Linked DNA regions of Xenopus tropicalis: region 2 is linked to region 1. A link is a contact called in public Hi-C data. All regions are on one chromosome and are shown on one strand. The core of a region is the stretch at or near the end of the contact, and the rest is flanking DNA. Distances in the headings are between cores, read along the strand shown. Region 1 has its middle 59 kb from the start of klf6. Region 2 holds the start of klf6 (Kruppel-like factor 6).

Region 1 (7,290 bases), core at 4,020-6,519:
ATATCGTCAATCAACAGGGAGAAAGCCTTGTCAAGCCACCGGGAGCATGATGGATCAAGGTTGAAATGGGTCATCTGTCCTCTGGCTTTGACTTTTCTATAGTTTTATGAATTGACTTTTTTTTTTCTTATGATATCGTTTATGTTTTCAGCAACATAAAATGAACAATACATATTATATCCTTTTTCTATTAAAAATGCATAAACATATGGTTAGCTGCAGACTCTATTCCTATATGATCTATGAAAGGACTGGGGTTGGCTCCTAGAGATACCTCCACAGTCCTTTTTTGACCCCTGGAAGAGAGATCTCTGCCGGTACAGAAGGAGAGTAGAACCTTGGATATTACAGCGCTACCAGAAAGCATCTACAGTATAAATGCTTTTTATCTTTCCCTTTGGCAGATGCCTTTTTGTACCACCCCTATATTTCAGCAGGTCAGTCAAGTACAGTGCTGTTGGCCATGATTCAGCCATTACCAGAAAGAGATTATAGGAAAGTGAAACCTAAAGTCACTGGGTGATGCCAGTTTGTTACTCACTAGCATTAAGTCAAAATACTAACCTTCTGGGGTGGGGGAAGCTGGAACCCCTCTGTGTATATTGGTTTTGTTTTTCTTCAAATGTGGGGGAAGATGGACTTTCACTGCATGGAGTTACAAATGGGTAGGCCCATCGGGGGGTCCCCATACACAAGCAGCTATTTAGTGCAGTTTTTTTTTTTGAGTGCAAATTGCCATGTTTTTTAGCCACAAATACTTATACTGTAATGTCACCCACTGTGACTTACAGCACTTACATTTGCCCATTTGTGTCTGTTAGTTACCCCTCCCATATAGATTGTAAGCTCTACGGGGCAGGGACCTCCTTCATCTTGTGTTTCTGACTCTTATTGCAACTGTACCTTGTATTTATTTGTATTTATTGTTGTACTTTGTATTTATCCATTATCTTTAACCCCCTGTTTGTATTAATGAATTCTACTGTACAGCGCTGCGTACATAAGTAGCGCTTTATAAATAAAGATATACATACATACATACAATTCAGAGATTTTCCCAGAATTCCAGTGCCACAGTGGGCCCCCTGGGAGTTGCAGATACATCAAAACAAATACAATTGTGTTCATGTGAGCTTAAGTTTGCTGTGTCTATTAATGCAACCCACTGTTTCAAGCCTGGAATTATAGGCTTGGTCACGTTCAGGGTGGCGGTATTGCATCAATAGTGGATCTAGGTGCAATTCAGTAGACCAGGCAGAATAGGCACAATAGTGCCTTCAGTAAATGTCATTTGGCCATTTTAGCGTTCCTGAACTTAAGCCTAAAATTTCAAAGATCTTTCATATAAGGGCAGATTTATATTTATCAAAATGTGAGATTAGAGCTCACAACAAAAAAATACACCTATACTTTCACTCCTATGTTTTTTTTAGAAGTGTATTTATTAACGGGGTTACCATTAATTAAATACACTTCTAAAAACCCCATAGGAATAAATAAACACTTTTTGCAGTGAACTATCTCCCATTTTGATAAATCAGCCCCCAAGTTTTGAAATAAACTAAGATATTTCTAATTCAAATAACTTGACCGTATTTTATATAACTGGTATATACCTGTAAATCTATAACAAATACCTATTGTATAATTTATAAGGAGCCTATCCTATTTACAGCCAAGCAGAACAGATATAAGTCTTCTTGGTTTAACCACCCATATGCACAAATACGCCATAGACTTCAGTTCATTTCTAACCACTTGATCTTCAGTGTTGGGACCATGTACAGTTTGCCCATTTAAACCTTCAGCCATTTGGCCTGATCAGTTTAGACATCCATATGTGCCCATATTGTACTAATATCCAACCAATCCTATATCAGCCTATGGGATGGAATCCCCAAAAGAAATATAGCTACTATTAGGGGCACATTTACTAATGCACGAACGGGCCGAATGCATCCGAATGCGTTTTTTTCGTAATGATCGGTATTCGCAACTTTTTCGTAGCCATTCCAAATGTTTCGCAAAATGTTGCGACTTTTTTGTAGCATTACAACTTGCGCGAATTGTCACGACTTTTTCGCAGCTTTCGCGCCGAGTACGAAAGTTTCGGATTCATTCAAGCTTCAGTATGGTGACTTTTCTTGGGCCAGGTTGGAGCTGCAGAGTGCCATTGAGCCCTATGGGAGACTTTCCTTGGGCCGGGTTGGAGCTGCAGAGTGCCATTGAGCCCTATGGGAGATTTCCTTGGGCCGGGTTGGAGCTGCAGAGTGCCATTGAGCCCTATGGGAGACTTTCCTTGGGCCGGGTTGGAGCTGCAGAGTGCCATTGAGCCCTATGGGAGACTTTCCTTGGGCCAGGTTGGAGCTGCAGAGTGCCATTGAGCCCTATGGGAGACTTTCCTTGGGCCAGGTTGGAGCTGCAGAGTGCCATTGAGCCCTATGGGAGATTTCCTTGGGCCGGGTTGGAGCTGCACAGTGCCATTGAGCCCTATGGGAGACTTTCCTTGGGCCAGGTTGGAGCTGCAGAGTGCCATTGAGCCCTATGGGAAACTTTCCTTGGGTCGGGTTGGAGCTGCAGAGTGCCATTGAGCCCTATGGGAGACTTTCCTTGGGCCGGGTTGGAGCTGCAGAGTGCCATTGAGCCCTATGGGAGACTTTCCTTGGGCCGGGTTGGAGCTGCAGAGTGCCATTGAGCCCTATGGGAGATTTCCTTGGGCCGGGTTGGAGCTGCAGAGTGGCATTGAGCCCTATGGGAGACTTTCCTTGGGCCGGGTTGGAGCTGCAGAGTGCCATTGAGCCCTATGGGAGACTTTCCTTGGGCCGGGTTGGAGCTGCAGAGTGCCATTGAGCCCTATGGGAGACTTTCCTTGGGCCGGGTTGGAGCTGCAGAGTGCCATTGAGCCCTATGGGAGATTTCCTTGGGCCGGGTTGGAGCTGCACAGTGCCATTGAGCCCTATGGGAGACTTTCCTTGGGCCAGGTTGGAGCTGCAGAGTGCCATTGAGCCCTATGGGAAACTTTCCTTGGGCCGGGTTGGAGCTGCAGAGTGCCATTGAGCCCTATGGGAGACTTTCCTTGGGCCGGGTTGGAGCTGCAGAGTGCCATTGAGCCCTATGGGAGACTTTCCTTGGGCCAGGTTGGAGCTGCAGAGTGCCATTGAGCCCTATGGGAAACTTTCCTTGGGTCGGGTTGGAGCTGCAGAGTGCCATTGAGCCCTATGGGAGACTTTCCTTGGGCCGGGTTGGAGCTGCAGAGTGCCATTGAGCCCTATGGGAGATTTCCTTGGGCCGGGTTGGAGCTGCAGAGTGGCATTGAGCCCTATGGGAGACTTTCCTTGGGCCGGGTTGGAGCTGCAGAGTGCCATTGAGCCCTATGGGAGACTTTCCTTGGGCCGGGTTGGAGCTGCACAGTGCCATTGAGCCCTATGGGAGACTTTCCTTGGGCCAGGTTGGAGCTGCAGAGTGCCATTGAGCCCTATGGGAAACTTTCCTTGGGTCGGGTTGGAGCTGCAGAGTGCCATTGAGCCCTATGGGAGACTTTCCTTGGGCCGGGTTGGAGCTGCAGAGTGCCATTGAGCCCTATGGGAGATTTCCTTGGGCCGGGTTGGAGCTGCAGAGTGGCATTGAGCCCTATGGGAGACTTTCCTTGGGCCGGGTTGGAGCTGCAGAGTGCCATTGAGCCCTATGGGAGACTTTCCTTGGGCCGGGTTGGAGCTGCAGAGTGCCATTGAGCCCTATGGGAGATTTCCTTGGGCCGGGTTGGAGCTGCACAGTGCCATTGAGCCCTATGGGAGACTTTCCTTGGGCCAGGTTGGAGCTGCAGAGTGCCATTGAGCCCTATGGGAAACTTTCCTTGGGCCGGGTTGGAGCTGCAGAGTGCCATTGAGCCCTATGGGAGACTTTCCTTGGGCCGGGTTGGAGCTGCAGAGTGCCATTGAGCCCTATGGGAGACTTTCCTTGGGCCGGGTTGGAGCTGCAGAGTGCCATTGAGCCCTATGGGAGACTTTCCTTGGGCCGGGTTGGAGCTGCAGAGTGCCATTGAGCCCTATGGGAGACTTTCCTTGGGCCAGGTTGGAGCTGCAGAGTGCCGTTGAGCCCTATGGGAGACTTTCCTTGGGCCAGGTTGGAGCTGCAGAGTGCCATTGAGCCCTATGGGAGACTTTCCTTGGGTCGGGTTGGAGCTGCAGAGTGCCATTGAGCCCTATGGGAGGCTTTCCTTGGGCCGGGTTGGAGCTGCAGAGTGCCATTGAGCCCTATGGGAGACTTTCCTTGGGCCGGTTGGAGCTGCAGAGTGCCATTGAGCCCTATGGGAGACTTTCCTTGGGCCAGGTTGGAGCCACAGAGTGCCATTGAGCCCTATGGGAGACTTTCCTTGGGCCGGGTTGGAGCCGCAGAGTGCCATTGAGCCCTATGGGAGACTTTCCTTGGGCCGGGTTGGAGCCGCAGAGTGCCATTGAGCCCTATGGGAGACTTTCCTTGGGCCGGCTTGGAGCTGCAGAGTGCCATTGAGCCCTATGGGAGACTTTCCTTGGGCCGGGTTGGAGCTGCAGAGTGCCATTGAGCCCTATGGGAGACTTTCCTTGGGCCGGGTTGGAGCTGCAGAGTGCCATTGAGCCCTATGGGAGACTTTCCTTGGGCCGGGTTGGAGCTGCAGAGTGCCATTGAGCCCTATGGGAGACTTTCCTTGGGCCGGGTTGGAGCTGCAGAGTGCCATTGAGCCCTATGGGAGACTTTCCTTGGGCCGGGTTGGAGCTGCAGAGTGCCATTGAGCCCTATGGGAGACTTTCCTTGGGCCGGGTTGGAGCTGCAGAGTGCCATTGAGTCCTATGGGAGGCTTCAATACGAAAAAATCGCGACTTTTCGCGCAAGTCGTAATGGTTACGAAAAAGTTGCGAAGATTTCCGAAAAATCGTAACGGCGACAAAAAAATCGCAAAAAAATACGAAAAAAACGCAAAATGTTCGTTTTCCAATCGGAATTTTTCCAATTCGGATTCAGATTCGTGGGTTAGTAAATGTGCCCCTTAGTGTACAATTCTGGTGGATATTTGTGTTTGGGACACAAGCAGAGAATATTATGTGATGTATTAAATACTCAAGTTTAGAGTCTTTGAATTGTTTGGCTCTAGTGCCTAATTAATGAGTGTCCCTTTGATGTATGGACTGAAGCAACACAATAGAACTTTTCTTTTATCCACACTCCTGCTGTGAGGGCCGTCTGGACTGTACCAATATTTGTTCTCAGCAGGGTAAAGCATCCTTAATGAAGTTCAGACACATTACCTTCAGAACACACCACATGCCCTGTCAATGGGATAAGACCAGGCCTGGACTAGGGATCTGTGGATTCTGGCAATTGCCAGAGGGGCTACTGTAAGATCCCATAGACAGCCATTATTGAGTCTGCTGGAGGGGGGTTGTTTGGGCCTCTGTGTACCTATTCTGAATCCCAGTCCAAGCCTGGATAAGACTATTTTGGCCATAGGAAAGAAGCTTTGAAAATGTGCTCCACCTCCCCCATTAAATTCAGCCAGTTACATCCCTTCCATGTGCAGGCACACCAACTGAACTACCTCTCAGATGCAGGAAGAATCATCCAGACTGGGAGGACCATGCTGTCTGGGAATCATAGATGTTTTGGGGTAGCTTCCAAAACTGTGACCGACGTCATAAAACCAAGTTTGACCAACTTTTTGGCCGACTTTTTGTTGAATACATTAATATAAAATGGTTGTTTGTGGTGCAATATTTCAGTTTACACCCAATCTTCTACTGCAAAATGTGACAGGCTGTGATTCTCTGCAACCAAATGACTTTGGTGATTGAAATGATGCTGGAACTGCCTGATTCAGTGCTTTCCTAGATGAGGTAGGTGGTTAGAGACTTAAAATGATGATTCCTGCCCCTGCCTTGAATGCTTGTCTCTGGCTTCAATTCAGCATTAATGGTGTAATTAAAATATAACATGGCCGTTATCCATTTTGTATTAGAGAAGAAAATGTGAATGACCAACTAGTTCAAGGGTGGTACAGATAACCTTCTGGCCTCGAGACAAAACACAAAGGTAGAAATGAAATGAAGTCAAATTTCAGATTGTCTCAGAATATTATTTAGTACTCCATACAAAAATGTAATTTGCAGGTAGCTTTCCCTTTCATTAACTTGCCACGTAAGCAAGTGTGGTCACTTGATGGATGACATTATTGCACCAGTGTCAGGATAAAGGATGACTCCCGCTGAGACGTTCCCCCTGTCCATGCATCTCTGTCTCCTGTCATTGACTTAACATGGAAAATAAATATAGCATCATCAATACCAGATGTTTTGGGGTTCAAACCTCTTCGCAAGACTTGCTCAGCTCCAGCTTAGTGCACAGAAAACTATGGCTGCAACTGCCCCTAAGCTATGGCACCCACCTCCAAATATCTATTCAACGGGGAAGTATCACAGAAACAAAGATTTAGGGGGGCATATACTAAGGTTCAATTATTTTTTTCATAATTGTGCCAAAATATGGTTTTGTAGCAAAAAATACTTGATTTTGCCATTTTTTAAGCATCAAAACTGCAACAAATAACACCACCTAAAAGCTATTGAGATCATGTAGAAGTCAATTCATTTTTTCAACTGGTTTTAGAGGTTTTCAGGGTTATTTCATTTGTGCAACAATACGAAGAAGATGCGGCTTAAGGTCCCCATACATGGAACGATAGTAGCTGCCGATTGTATGGGAACTCCCGACGGGCATGCCCGACCGATATCAGGCCTGAAATCAACCAGATTTTGATCGGGCAGGTTAGAAAATCTAGTCGGATCGGGGACCGCATCGGCTCTTTGAATCCAAAGAGCCGATGCGGTCCCCGGATCGACTTTTCCTATTCCCGTCGTTATAATTGGCCTGGGGCCAAACAATCGAATTACGCTGGATTCTCCCGATATCGCCCCCCCGTAGGTGGGGATATCGGGAGAAGATCTGCTCACTTGGCGACATCGCCAAACGAGCGGATCTTATGGTGTATGGGCTCCTTTATACATTTTTCCGCGTCCTTTTCCGTTTGTGCTTTTTCAATTTAGAACATTAAGTAAACATTCATGATTTTCTTGGAAATGAGTTTAGTCGTGGTTTCAAAAAACTCTAAAACCACAAAAATCGGAATGTTGATAAATCTGCCCCTAAATGTCTGCTTTATTTCAAGAAAATTGGAAACTTTCTATGTGTAATCAATTAATGTTTATTCTTCACACTCCTATCTGTCTCTCTACATGTCGCTAAAGCAAAAGGGAAGGTCTA
Region 2 (6,601 bases), core at 1,405-3,904, 61 kb before region 1:
ACCCCAACGTTTCGGCTCAAACGCCTTTGTCAAGGGAGCTCCTTGATCTCCTAGTCAGGCTAGATGCAGAGATTTTCTAGTCATGTGTGTAACTATATAAATATGTTGACATGCTGAAAACGTTGATTTCTCTTCTATAAACATATATTAAACTGGTGGTTCTGTGCCTATAAAATACACAGGGGGATGGGAGTTCAGAGAGCAGCAGATATGACCAAAAGGGGAACTAGGATTTCTGAGATCCTGGCAGTTCAAGCAATAAACTTCAGTACATTTCCAAAGAGAAGAGAAGGAGGGGGGGTCAGGAGGAGGAGGAGTGTGTCGGGCTGACGACTCCTCCCCCTACTGGAGTGAATGATACTGAACAGAAAAAGTGGTAAACAACCGAAACTCCATTTTAAATCTTTGCAAAGGATACAGGGAGAGGGGGGGATTGTGGGCACTGCAAAGGCTTGCATTTCTTTTTAATTCACTGCATGCCACCGAGGCCGGTACTGCAAAATGAGCTGTGATACCAGCAAATTACTGTACAGTCAGTCCTTACCATACTTAGACTGTAAGCTCTATGGGGAACAGACCTCCCTCCATCTATATCTAACACTTCCCATTTAATCTTAACTATATCTGTCGAAATGTACTATTTATGTTCTGTTTGCCGTGTCGGCTCTGCTGATGTATTGTTTGAAATGTATTCTAGAAGCACTGTATAAATACAAATATACATACATGCCGGAACAGGCTCTCTGAAGTGCAAGCTGTATATTTTTAACAGTATCATAAAACAAATAAAAGGAACTTCCTAAACCACTACAAAGTGTAATGTTATTCACCAGGGCTGGCTGTTTAAAGTGTGCAAAACTGAAAGGATTCCCCATGATTACTCACCCTGAATTATTTATGGGAGCAAACAAAAAGTACCTGAAATACTCATTGCATTTACAAGGTAAGCTGCACTCCTCATGGAGATTAATAGGGCCCCTAGCCAGGAATCCATTGGCTTTGCAGGAAATAGGCTAATGCAGAAGAGCAAATTCCAGTTGCTGTCAGTGACAGTAAGAGGAATATGGCTGGGGTAATGAGGATATGTCACTGCATTTTCGGTTAATGGACTCTGCCAAAGGGCAATGTGCTGTTGCTGACACAGACAGCTCCAACATGCCAGTCTGAAGCTGCTTCTCTTCCACTGACCTTTCACATACATTGCAGGGAAGCCTGGAGATGGGGCTGCCCTGGGTTTTCGGATATAATGAGCCAGTTCCTAGGATACCTGCTAGTAAAACAGGGAGAGGGGGGTAAATAACATAGCCAAACAAGTCAGCAATTGGTATTATTTACATGAAAAAAAATACTCAAGTCTTTTGTCTGTAGCCATTGAGCTGTTCCTGAACTACATGTCCCATAATCCTCCAGCAGCCAACACCATCATCCATTTACCATTTTGGAAGAAAGCCGATACTTATAACCTTGTTTTTTACTTAGATTGTAAGCTCTACGGGGCAGGGACCTCCTTCCTACTGTGTCTCATACCTCATGGCACTTACTCCCTGTGTATTTATATATATTTATTTATTATATCACTTGTCCTCCCTGTGTGTAATTGTGTATTCTGTAAGATTGTACAGCGCTGCGTACCCTTGTGGCGCTTTATAAATAAAGTTATACATACATACATACATACATACATACATTTTGCCTATAATCGCAAATTATGCTTCTCTTGACCAGGAAGTCAGGCATGCAAATAAAACAAATACAAATCAAACCAAATATTATATATGTCAACACACATAACAAACTATACTAATCACACAGGTCTATACTGTTCTCCAAGGCTAAGGAATCAGAATATTTGTTTTATTTTTATTTGTAGTAGCCCTTTGGAAGCTTACTGGTTGCTACTGGCAACAGCACTTAGGCAATTTATAACCTATGCCCGTAAATCAAACCCTGTCACATGAGTAGAACTTATATACAATTTTTTATTGCTTTTTCAGCTGCAGTCACCAGCACCCCATACACCAAAACAGAATTACAGCTCGGGAACCCAATATGCGTATAAACGAGATAAAATGGCTCTCGCCAGCGTCAAAGTAACTACCGACACACTACTTGTGATAGTTTTGAACTTATTTTAATGTCAAGTATAGGCTCTAGCGCTATAAGTGAGCCCACACTGTAATTTCAACGCACATTAAGAGCTTATCATTGCCCGTACAAATAATATTTCAGTCAGAGAGCGCTACAAGAAGCGCAGCAGTGCTACTGCTCACATGCGCTCCGAGCGGCCACAGACCGCACTGTACCGAACCGCCGTGTAGTCCTTGCCTTATATACCCATCTAAAAATAGCTGGTCCGTCCCACCAGCTACCCGAGGGGAGGGGGCTGAATTTTCGAATCGAACCAATCACCGCGGCTGTCACGGACGGATTTCGTCACGCCAGAGGCATGCCCCGATGCCCCGCGTTCGCCGATTGGACGCAGCTGACATCATAGAAGCGCTTCGACCCCAACCTGCGCCTGATTGGCCGCCCCGACTGAGCCGGCGTAATGAGGATCACGTGGGGGAGGAGGCAGGCTTGGAGGTTTGAATAGGGAAGTTTTGCAGAGGTTTTACATTTCCAGTGTTTGCAAATATTGTCAGCACTGAGCAAGCTCCTCTGCTCCGAGGGGGGATCCAGCCTGCTGGGCGGCGTGGGGCTTCTGTTTATATGATTATTTCAATTGCTATGCAATGACCTTTGCATGAAACTGTGGAGTTATCATCCCATTCCGGGACGGATTGATTGTGCTTTTCCACCCTTGGGGGATCCTATTGGTTTGGAGCATCTCTCACCTCTGTCGCTTGCGTTTGCCCGATTTCTCCCTGTCTGTAGCGATTTAGTTGCGCTTCCTGTTGACCATGGATGTTCTCCCCATGTGCAGCATTTTCCAGGAGCTGCAGATTGTGCATGACACTGGCTATTTCTCTGCTTTACCTTCCCTGGAGGAATATTGGCAACAGGTAAATCAACACATTTATTTCCTATGTGTCTGTTTCATTCATTGCCCACAACTGTCACCTCCATAGGGGGGTATTAGAGCCAGTGCATTGCATTATTATTATTATTGCATGCCTAAGTGTCATTTATTTCTATTACCCCCCCCATTAAAAAAAAATATATCTATTCAGCTCATTTTTTATAAATCTCAACCCTAAAAGCACCAAGATAAAGGCTAAGTGCAGCCTTAGTGACTGCCAACCTGCAGCTGTGCCTTCAGCTTGCAACTGACAGCTAGAGGCTCACCGGGGGTACTGGGAGTTCTTTTATTTATTTATTTTCCTTTGCTACTTGGATATGACTATTTATCCTAAATGCCTGCCCCTGCAAAAATAATAATGTATATAAATATATATTTTATTACTGCTGCTTTAGAGCCGTGCAAGGCTGACAGTTTGAATGGTACGCTCGTCTGATTTACCAACATGTGCCAATGTAACGAGACTGAAAATGTTTGCGGCTCTAACCATAAACCATTAACCATAAACCTACCGGACTGGCCAGTGCCCTGGGCATCTTCGTTGGCAGCCAGATGGGCATGTAGAAAGCAGTGCCTTAGTTACAGGGGGAAATCAGCAACCACTGCGTAGAACAAGAGCTGGATTCCCGTCGGCTTAACCTTATGCATACCAGACTGGTGCCCAACGCATTGCGCATCCCTATTGGCATTCAAATGGTCACGCACAAGTGATGGTTCCATTTCAGGAAAAAGGAAGAGCTGCACGGTGTAGGAGACTCGTTAACTGTTGCTAGCCAGGCCCCCCCCCCGGTGACAGTTAGAAGCGCCTTCCCATCCAGCCTAGCTTGGGTTTCACTAACCCTGCAAACCATTTTTGGCACCAACATGAATCTTGCAGCCAGTCCAAACTCCACAGCTGGGTCTTGTCATCCAAGCCTCCAGCGTCTGTCAACTTATCCCTGTCATTACTTGCTCATCAAACAGCCATTTTATTTCCCTTTTTTGCTCTATTTTAGATTGTTACCTTATTTTATTATAAAACAAAAACCAAGATTGGGTGAAAACATGGAAAATTTCATTGGGGGGGAATATGAATGTTGCTGAGAATGAAACGTGACAGCGTCTAATTGCCCTTATTCTTTCAAAATATCCATTGTAGTCTGCCCCCATTGTATTCCTTTCCCCCAAACAATAAAAGCCCTTTATTCTGAGATCATCGTGTCAAAAGGTGCCGATTGGATTTGCCCATTGTTTCTTTTTTTATTTTAGAAGAAGTGACTTATGTTTGTCCTTGTTCCCCCATTTACAGATGTTTACGCTTTAACAAAACGAATTAAGAGATCAAATGTCTGGCTGTTTGTTTGGGGGCAGGCAAGGGGGGGGGGGTTGGTTTGGTTTGGTGAGCCAAACACTAATGTGTTACAACCTTCACATTCCTGGTTAATTGTATTCCCCCCTCCATCAAAAGGGCAGAGATCTTCAGAGTGTGATTGAAATTGATCTAAGTAGTTTCCTTCAGGCATTTTAGAGATTGGCTCGGAGCCAAGTCATGTTTTCCCGAAGCCTTCAGAGACCTTTAAAACTAATACAGAGCTCTTCCCTGGGTCTCTGTGCTCATCAACATAATGGGGTATTTAAATTCTTTGCAATATTAAAGTTTAACAGCATCACAATCAATGCTTTTTTTTTTTTTTTTTTTTTTTTTATCCCCCTCCTCCCTCAGGATCAATAAAATGCATTTCCCCCCCCTCCAGATTCTCCTTCAACAGCAAAACAGTTGTTTAATTCTAGGCGGAAAAAAAGTAACCATTGATTTTTTTTTTTTTTTTTCCACTGTGCCATCAGTTTGAGTTATGTGTTCAGTGAAGACCACAAGGAAATGCAGCATTTAGTGCAGTAATATGTTATAGTCCAATCTCTCCTAAGGCAAGGCAGCAGCACAAATATGCCTGGTATTTTAATTGCTGGCCTCTTCAAGCAACAGGGACTCTATATCTTTGGCAGAAAAAGAGCTTGGGTGTAAAAATTATTAACCAGACTAAGAAATGAAAATTAATTGTAAAATCAGGAACCAATTTGGGCGGCGGGGGGGGGGGCTATGGTTTGCTTAAGCTTCCTCTTTATGTTTCAGGGTTAAGCTAAAAAAGAAACTCTGCATACTGGAGGCTGCATCCTTCTGTATTTTGCACCACATGTAGATGTAGACAAGAGCGCCTTTTGGTTAAGCTTTCAATAGGAAGTCTCTTGGCATGACGTGAAAGGAATGCAGATGACTCATCTAGTTGCACTGTTGGCCACCAGATTTAAATTCTTGCCCATTGTATTATTTCCAGAAGCTTCTATGCGACAAGTCTGTTCCCACATACAAATGTTAGATCATTAAAACCTACCCTTATTGTGTGCTTCTTCAGTTGTGGTAGATATTGTGTATTATTAGATGGGTTTTGCCTGACCAAGGAAACCGTTGGCTACATTATCTTAGATATACATGCTGGTATTGGATGTGGCTAGTTTTTAGTGGTCTTGCTATTAACATTGTCCTACCTATTCAATGATAGATGGACCAAACCTCAAGTTGTGTAGTTGTAGGTGGTTACAGTGACTGTTATGATGTAATCATTATGACTACCTTCATTAAAACGTAGTTTTACCAGAATGCCAATGTTTACATTTATTTTGTCTTCCAGACATGTCTTGAGTTGGAACGGTACTTACAAAGTGAACCGTGCTATGTGTCTGCGGCTGAATTTAAATTTGATAGAGAAGAGGAACTTTGGACCAAATTTATCTTAGCATGTGAGAAAAAGGAGGAACCCGAGCAGAACATCGGTTGTGTTTCTCCAGAGGACATTAGTGACTGCCAGAATTCAGAAACTAACAGCTTGAACTCCGATGTCAGCAGTGAGTCTTCAGATAGTTCTGAAGAACTTTCGCCTACTTCAAAATTTACCTCAGATCCTATAAGCGATGTACTAGCCACCAATGGAACACTTAGTTCTTCTGTTACTTCAACTCCTCCGTCTTCTCCAGAGCAGGGCAAAGACCCATCTTGTCACTTGTGGAATGCAATTACGGGGGAACTACATTCACCTGGGAAGGTGCGCTGTGGTTCCATTGGAAAGACTCTAGATCATGGAAGCCCGACAGGTGGGGAGACCTCACCTGACGGCAGGAAACGTGTCCATAAGTGTCTTTTCAATGGCTGCAAGAAAGTTTACACCAAGAGTTCTCACTTGAAAGCACACCAGCGCACTCACACAGGTCAGTGCATTCTTTTGTACAGGGGAAAGGGGCTTGACAGAAGGGAATCCCATGTTGTCATGACATTGCTCAACCACAGGATGGAAACCCAAGGCTCATAGATGATGTAATGGGAAACCATCCTGTGGGAAAGCCGCTTCCTCATTCTTTCCTGTAGTGGAGTTGGAGCTTCAACTTGGAAGGGTTCTTTACACCAGAACATTGCTACCAGTCAACTAATGAAAAACCATTTTTTCATTTTTATTACTATTTCCACATCTCCTCCCTCCATTTTTTTTTTTTTTTTTTTTTTTTTTTTTTTTTGCAAATATCGACATATGCATTTGGATTTCTTTGTGGAAT

Evidence for each region. A called contact is a pair of places that touch in the nucleus more often than the background predicts.
Region 2: a contact with region 1 is called in a Hi-C map of neurula embryo, with 1.8 times the contacts expected there. The contact joins the promoter of klf6 here to the enhancer-like site in region 1. A contact is called at or near these places in 2 of 5 Hi-C or Micro-C datasets (gastrula embryo and neurula embryo).

Annotation. Positions count from the first base shown.
Region 1 is chr6:20,581,395-20,588,684 of UCB_Xtro_10.0, reverse strand. No RefSeq gene overlaps it. Among named protein-coding and RNA genes, the nearest start is that of klf6, 59 kb to the left of the region's middle. Within about 2 kb of position 5,269, at least 1 of the 11 cell types and tissues checked has an H3K27ac peak or open chromatin away from gene starts, as enhancers often do. A contact at or near this core is called in neurula embryo, where this site is marked.
Region 2 is chr6:20,640,312-20,646,912 of UCB_Xtro_10.0, reverse strand. klf6 (Kruppel-like factor 6) reads left to right here and starts at 2,654. Exons shown (of 4, transcript NM_001007505.1): 1 at 2,654-3,002; 2 at 5,686-6,259. The coding sequence starts at 2,901.